Linked DNA regions of Macaca mulatta: region 2 is linked to region 1. A link is a contact called in public Hi-C data. All regions are on one chromosome and are shown on one strand. Each heading gives the region's core, a stretch centred on a gene start, on an enhancer-like site or on the middle of the called end of the contact. The rest is flanking DNA. Distances are from core to core; before and after follow the strand shown. Region 1 holds the start of YWHAH-AS1 (YWHAH antisense RNA 1). Region 2 holds the start of PRR14L (proline rich 14 like).

What was found. A called contact is a pair of places that touch in the nucleus more often than the background predicts.
Region 2: a contact with region 1 is called in a Hi-C map of cortical neurons, with 3 times the contacts expected there. The contact joins the promoter of PRR14L here to the promoter of YWHAH-AS1 in region 1. A contact is called at or near these places in 2 of 14 Hi-C or Micro-C datasets (cortical neurons and fetal cortex germinal zone).

The regions. Positions count from the first base shown.
Region 1 is chr10:19,558,041-19,560,905 of T2T-MMU8v2.0, forward strand. YWHAH-AS1 (YWHAH antisense RNA 1) reads left to right here and starts at 1,442. Exons shown (of 4, transcript XM_015150105.3): 1 at 1,442-1,579. It overlaps YWHAH (tyrosine 3-monooxygenase/tryptophan 5-monooxygenase activation protein eta), which reads right to left and starts at 2,169. Exons shown (of 2, transcript NM_001266591.1): 1 at 1,978-2,169. The coding sequence starts at 2,064.
Region 2 is chr10:19,758,336-19,761,200 of T2T-MMU8v2.0, forward strand. PRR14L (proline rich 14 like) reads left to right here and starts at 1,410. Exons shown (of 7, transcript XM_077949887.1): 1 at 1,410-1,549.

The sequences.
Region 1 (2,865 bases), core at 192-2,691:
AGAGAAGATCTATGGACACTAGTAGCTAGCTGCAGGAAAGCATTTTACAAGCCTACTAGAAAGCCAATCTTTTTCTCTACTCAAACTAGATTTTGTTCTGGTAACATCTCTCCATTCTTGCCTTTTTCCCCCATTTCAAGTTGCTTCAGGTTTCTGATTGTTTCAGAACGCACCTTCTAGCCATTTTTCCTTCACCTCCATTCCCCTTCATTTAAACCTTGTCCCTCCTTTCTTTTCACCACATTTATTTCCCAAAGGGCTCCTAACACTGCAGTCTTTACGTCTCACTTAAGAGGGTGAGCAACCACTTCATGAAAATGTGTGGCGAGGCCTCAGCCTGCATAATCCCAGCACCACTCAGTAACTGGGGAGGAGAGTTTTAAGTGTGACCTGCTGTGGACAGAGGCAGCTTTATCCCAAAGAAAATTAAGGTTCGGGATCCCTTCCAAGGAAATGCATTCAGTCAGCCCCATTTCTGTACAATATGCAAAAATTATATTTTAGATTTTCTTTTAAAGGACCCCCTGAACTACATGAAGTTCAGCCTCCAGACCTAGACGGCCCCCCGGTTTGGAAGAAAACCTCCTGCCTCACCAAAACAGCATGCTAATAGTGCTGAAGTCAAGATCACCCACAAATCAACATACGGGCAACAGTGTTGCTGGTCTCCAAACACACCCAGTTGTGTGTAACAAGGACACCACAGGAAAGGCAACTCTTCAAGTACCTTTCTTACCTGAACAATCCTAAATATTAGCCCCAACTACATATTTTGTCTGACATTAAGGTCAACAGCCTTCAAATGAGCTTTCCAAATGACTTAAGATTTTAGGGAGCCTTTGTATTTGCAGTTTTTTCGCAACTCCCTCCAAAAGGCCAGCAAAGGATACATTTACTATAGTCATGGGCAGTAATTCTCAGACTTAAGCCAGCTAAAAATCGCCTGTGAGAGCTGGTTACGATGCAGATATGAGTCTCACCCCCGAATTTCTGCATCTGTAGGTCTAAGGCGGGGTTCAAGGGGCTCCTCCCAGGTCTCAGGAGGTTGTACACTGAACATAGCAGGATGGTGGCCGCAGCTGTAGTTCTATCACTGTGTGACCTTGACACAGTGAGAGGAAATACTCATTTAGAGAAAACGTAAAATAACGTGAAGAGTGAGTGAGATGGTAACCGGAACTCAGAAATGCAGGTGGTGTGTGACCCACGGTATTTTGCTAGGGTGTGGCTGGGCACGACTCCTCCACCGGAGAAGAAGCTGCAGAATCGATTTATGAGGGTCTCGGGAATGCAAAGGCACACAGATTAGTCTCACCTAGAAGTCACGTTTCATTTTAATCTCCAGGCAGACAGCGCAGCAGCAAACCTGGGGCTGTGATGGGCCCCACACCCTCCGCCCCCTCTCTCGCCCTCGTCCACGCCTAGACTGCAGGAAAGGGGTCTTCGCACACAAAGCCAGACCCCCAGGAGTGGGAAGATGAAACCAGAACAATTCGAACAAGCAGAGCAAAACAGATCGGAATTACAGACTTCAGGACGTAGCAGAGAAAACCAGCTGAGACAGGGCGCCACTCACTAGGTGATTCTTTATTCCAAGTCGGGGAACGGAGGAAGACGAGAGGGGGGGCCCCCGGGTCCGGTGAAACGCTCTAGTAGGAGGAATGCGGCTCCTTCACGACCCCTAGGGCACCCTTTGCCCCCGCCCGGGATCCGAACTAAGATGTGGCGACCCCGGCCCGCCCGCCCCCAACGGGGCTGCCGCCGCGACCCCGAGATGCACCCTCCCGGATCCCCCAGCCCGGGCCCAGCCTCAGGAAGTGGCGGGGCGCCCAGCGGGAGCGGGAAGCGCGGGCGGCCACGCCCAGCCGGGTCGTGGGGTCGCCCATGGCCGGGAGGGGAACGCCGCCCGCGGCCATCCCCGTCCCTCCCCAAAGCCAGGCCTCCCCGGCCAGCCGCCTGGGCTCCCGGCGCGCTCACCGCCTTCATGGCGGAGGCCATGTCGTCGTAGCGCTCCGCCTGCTCGGCCAACCGCGCCCGCTGCAGCAGCTGCTCCCGGTCCCCCATGTCGCTCGCGGCTCGGCCTCGCTTCGCGCCTCACGCCGCTGGCTCGCTTGCCCGCCCGCCGGTCAGTCCGCTCCCCGGTCGCTGCGGAGGCCGCCGCCGCGCACGCGCACTGGCTCGCCGGCCGACCCGGAGGCTGCAGGCTGCAGGCAGCGCCGCCGCTCGCGCCCTCTCGCTGGCTCGCCCCGCGCGCTGTGGCTCGCGCCGCGGACACCGCCGAGGGAGGAGAGGCGGTCGCGCTGGGGGATGGGAGGACGAAACGACGCCTGCGCAGTGAGAGTGGCCAGGCCGGGCGGCGGGGAGCGGCTGGAGTGGGAGGGGGGAAGGGCGGGCCGGCCCTAACGGTCTATTTCAAGGTGACGTCACCTACTATAAATAGCCACCGCCGCCGCCGCCCCGCTTGAAAGCCGCGCAGGCGCTCTGCGAGTGCTGCATTTTACCGCCGCAGAGATGGAGGTGGAGAAGGGAAAGCCAGGCAGGAGACTGCGGAGCCGGAGGAGGCGGCGCGGTGATGGCGGCTGCACGGGGAGTGCATTGTCATAGCGCCACCCTGAAACGCACCACTTCAACCACGTTAGCGATGTGGCTTGAGAAGGGCCCCAAAAGCAAGCAAACCTACCCGCGGAGAAGCCGGGAGGCCGCGTGCCCCAAGGGGCGGGTCAGCCCAGCCCCGCCCCGCCCCAGCCGTCCCGCCCGCCCCGAGCCCTGCCTGTCCGTGGGTTCTGCTAGGCCACACCCTGTGCTTGGGTCTGCACTGGTCCGGGCAGAATCGAGTCCGACCCTCGGGGACGGCCCCGCCACACA
Region 2 (2,865 bases), core at 160-2,659, 200 kb after region 1:
TGGGCATGGTGGCATGCGCCTGTAATCCCAGCTACTCAGGAGGCTGAGGCAGGAGAATCTCTTGAACCCAGGAGGCAGAGGTTGGGAGGCAGAGGTCACAGTGAGCCGAGATCCCGCCACTGCACTCCAGCCTGGTGACAGAACGAGACTCCGTCTCAAAAAAAAAAAGAAAAGAAAAAGAAAGAAAAAGAAAAGAAAAGAAACTTTGAATCGTTCAGTTTTTTGTTTTTGTTTTTGTTTTTAAGAGACAGGGTCTTGTTTTCTTGCCCAGGCTGGAGTGCAGTGGTGGTACCATCATAGCTCAATGCAGCTTCAAACTCCTGGGCTCAAACGATCCTCCCGCTTCAGGCTCCCCAGTAGCTAGGAGCACAGGTGCATCAACATCTGAGCAATTTTTGTTTTGTTTTGAGAAAGAGTCTTGCTGTGTCACCCAGGCTGGAGTGCAGTGCCATGATAACCGCTCACTGCAGCCTCAACCTTCCAGGCTCAAGTGATCCTCCTGCCTCAGCCTCCAGAGTAGTTGGGATTACAGACACACATCACCAGACCCAGCTGTTTGTTTCTTGTTTGTTTGTTTGTTTTTTGGCAGAGACGATGTCTCACTGTGTTGCCCAGGCTGGTCTCAAACTTCTGGGCTGAAGTACTTCTCCCGCTTTCGCCTCCCAAAGTGCTGGGATTACAGGCGAGAGACACGGCGCCTGGTCGAGTTCTATTTTTTAACACAAAGGTGTATGATTTGGAGCAAGTCGATTTAATTCTCTGTGCCGCCTCAATTCTTCCCCTGGATAAACATTTCTTCCTTCCTTCAAATGTCCGTCTAGTGTCTAGTTTTGTGCTGGACACTGCTGTTGGTGCTGAGCATTAAGTGATGAACAAAACAGACAAGGTGGAGGAAGATAAATTATAAACGAGTCAATAGAGAGATGAGACACAGAAATTGCAGCTACTGTTAAAGCTATGAAGAAAATAAAACAAGGTTCTGTAACCAACTGGAGGCAGGGGTGCCGTTTATTTAGCGGTCACTGTGATGAGAAGAAGCAGAGGAGTGTCGTGACCCAAAACACTATTTCCAGTATAATAAGATCTCTTGGGCTGCCAGAGTGGAAGCAGGCAGGCCCTTAGAATTGTAGCCGTCCAGACTAGAAAAACGGTGGACTGGAACAGGGTGACAGCAGTGGACGTAGGCACTGGGTCCTGTGGCTCAGCGGGAGCAGCGCCAAAAGTTGTGCTTCCCTTTGAAAATTTGAGTCGCAGGGGCGGGATTGAGGGAGGCTGGGGTTAGCAGAGGGCGGGAGGTCAGAAGCAGGAAGAGCCTCCCCTTGGAGTGCGCGCGCGCGGTGCGGGGGCGGGATTTGGGCGAGTCCGCATGGCTGGCTCGGGCCCCGGATGAGGAAGTGCAGGGGGACCATAGAGACGAAGAGGTGGCGGCGGCCGGAGCGTCCCCGGGCTCTGTCGGCTCCGTAGGCTCAGGTAGACTTGGCGACGACTGGGCTGCAGCTGCAGAGGCTGAGCTGGCTGGGCAAGCGCGGGCCGCGGAGCAGGTCTCAGGGTAAGAGGCCGGGGACTGGAAGGCTTCGGGCGTAGCCGCCCCGCCCCACTCCGCCCTAAAGGGACCCTCCGCCGGGTGGTGCTGGCTAAAGGGGAGTCCGGGCCCCCAGCCTTCTTGGGGCGCGGAAAGGAACCAAGGCTGCCCTGTGGGCGGCGGAACGACCCAGGGAGAGGGAGGAGACCAGGCCCCGCGTCGCTAGAGAGAAAAGCGGCTTCTCCAAGTCATGGCTCCGACGCGGGAGAGAGACTCCTCTTCAACCTCGATACGACAGGGATCCCCCAACTTATCTCCTCGCAGAGGACGACGCCCCTTATCGGAGGCGTACGCTCTTTCTTAGCGCTCATCCGTTGGTCAGCAGAGGGAGACCCACTCCCGGGGTTCGAGGGGCATTCTGAACTTATCCTGAGGAGGAGTAAGAGATAACCCCTAAATGAGACCTTTCCCCCAACTTTGGTCAGCGTCCCCCAGGTGAAGAGTGAGACTCAACTTGCCTGAAAGTGACAGAGGGGATCTTTCTTCCCAGTAAGAAAGAGACTTACCTTCCTCCTTTATTTTTCACGTGTACCCCAAGATACGGAGAGGAAGACCCTGAAAATTTACTTTATGGTATCAGAAGTCAACCTTTCTCCCTCTCCCATCGCGATGTCCACAGAGGGAGCCTCGCTTCTCTTCTTCCCTTTAAGCCTCTTGGTGTGCAGTGAGCTCCTTTCCCTTGCACAATTAAGAGCATGGCTTTTGGAGTGTGATAGTTACAAACCTGGGTCTCTCACTTAACATCTTTGTGACCTTGACTATTTGTTTAACTTGTCTCAATCTCAGTCCATCTCCAATTTGGGTTCTGTTTTCTTAAAATTGTCATGCGGGCTAAGGGAGCATTTGTGTAAATACTAATTACATAGTAAGCTTTTGGTAAGCTGTTGCTGTTACTCTTAACTTCATCTGTTAAAAAAGAAAATTAATATCTTGCACCGAGAAGCATATTTTTCCATGCGTGCCCCTCCCAACCCCCATCACAAGTGTTCGAGCATCCTTTCTCACTGGAGTGGAAGACTCCCTCCCACTTAGGGGTTAGAGAAAGAGACATTTCCAGTCCCCTTAGATCCTACTGTACAATACCCCCCCCCATTAACAAAGAGAGCATCAATGAAAATAATCAAGAAAAAAAGACTTAGCTTTTGGAAACAGGTCTGTCCTCTTAAGAGAAAGGGAGACCTGATGCCAGAAGCCAGCCCTTCCTTTGTCCACAGAAGGTATCACTTCTTCCTGACTGGTTGGAGATGTCCTCTCCCACTCCCTGACTTACTGTAGTGACAAAA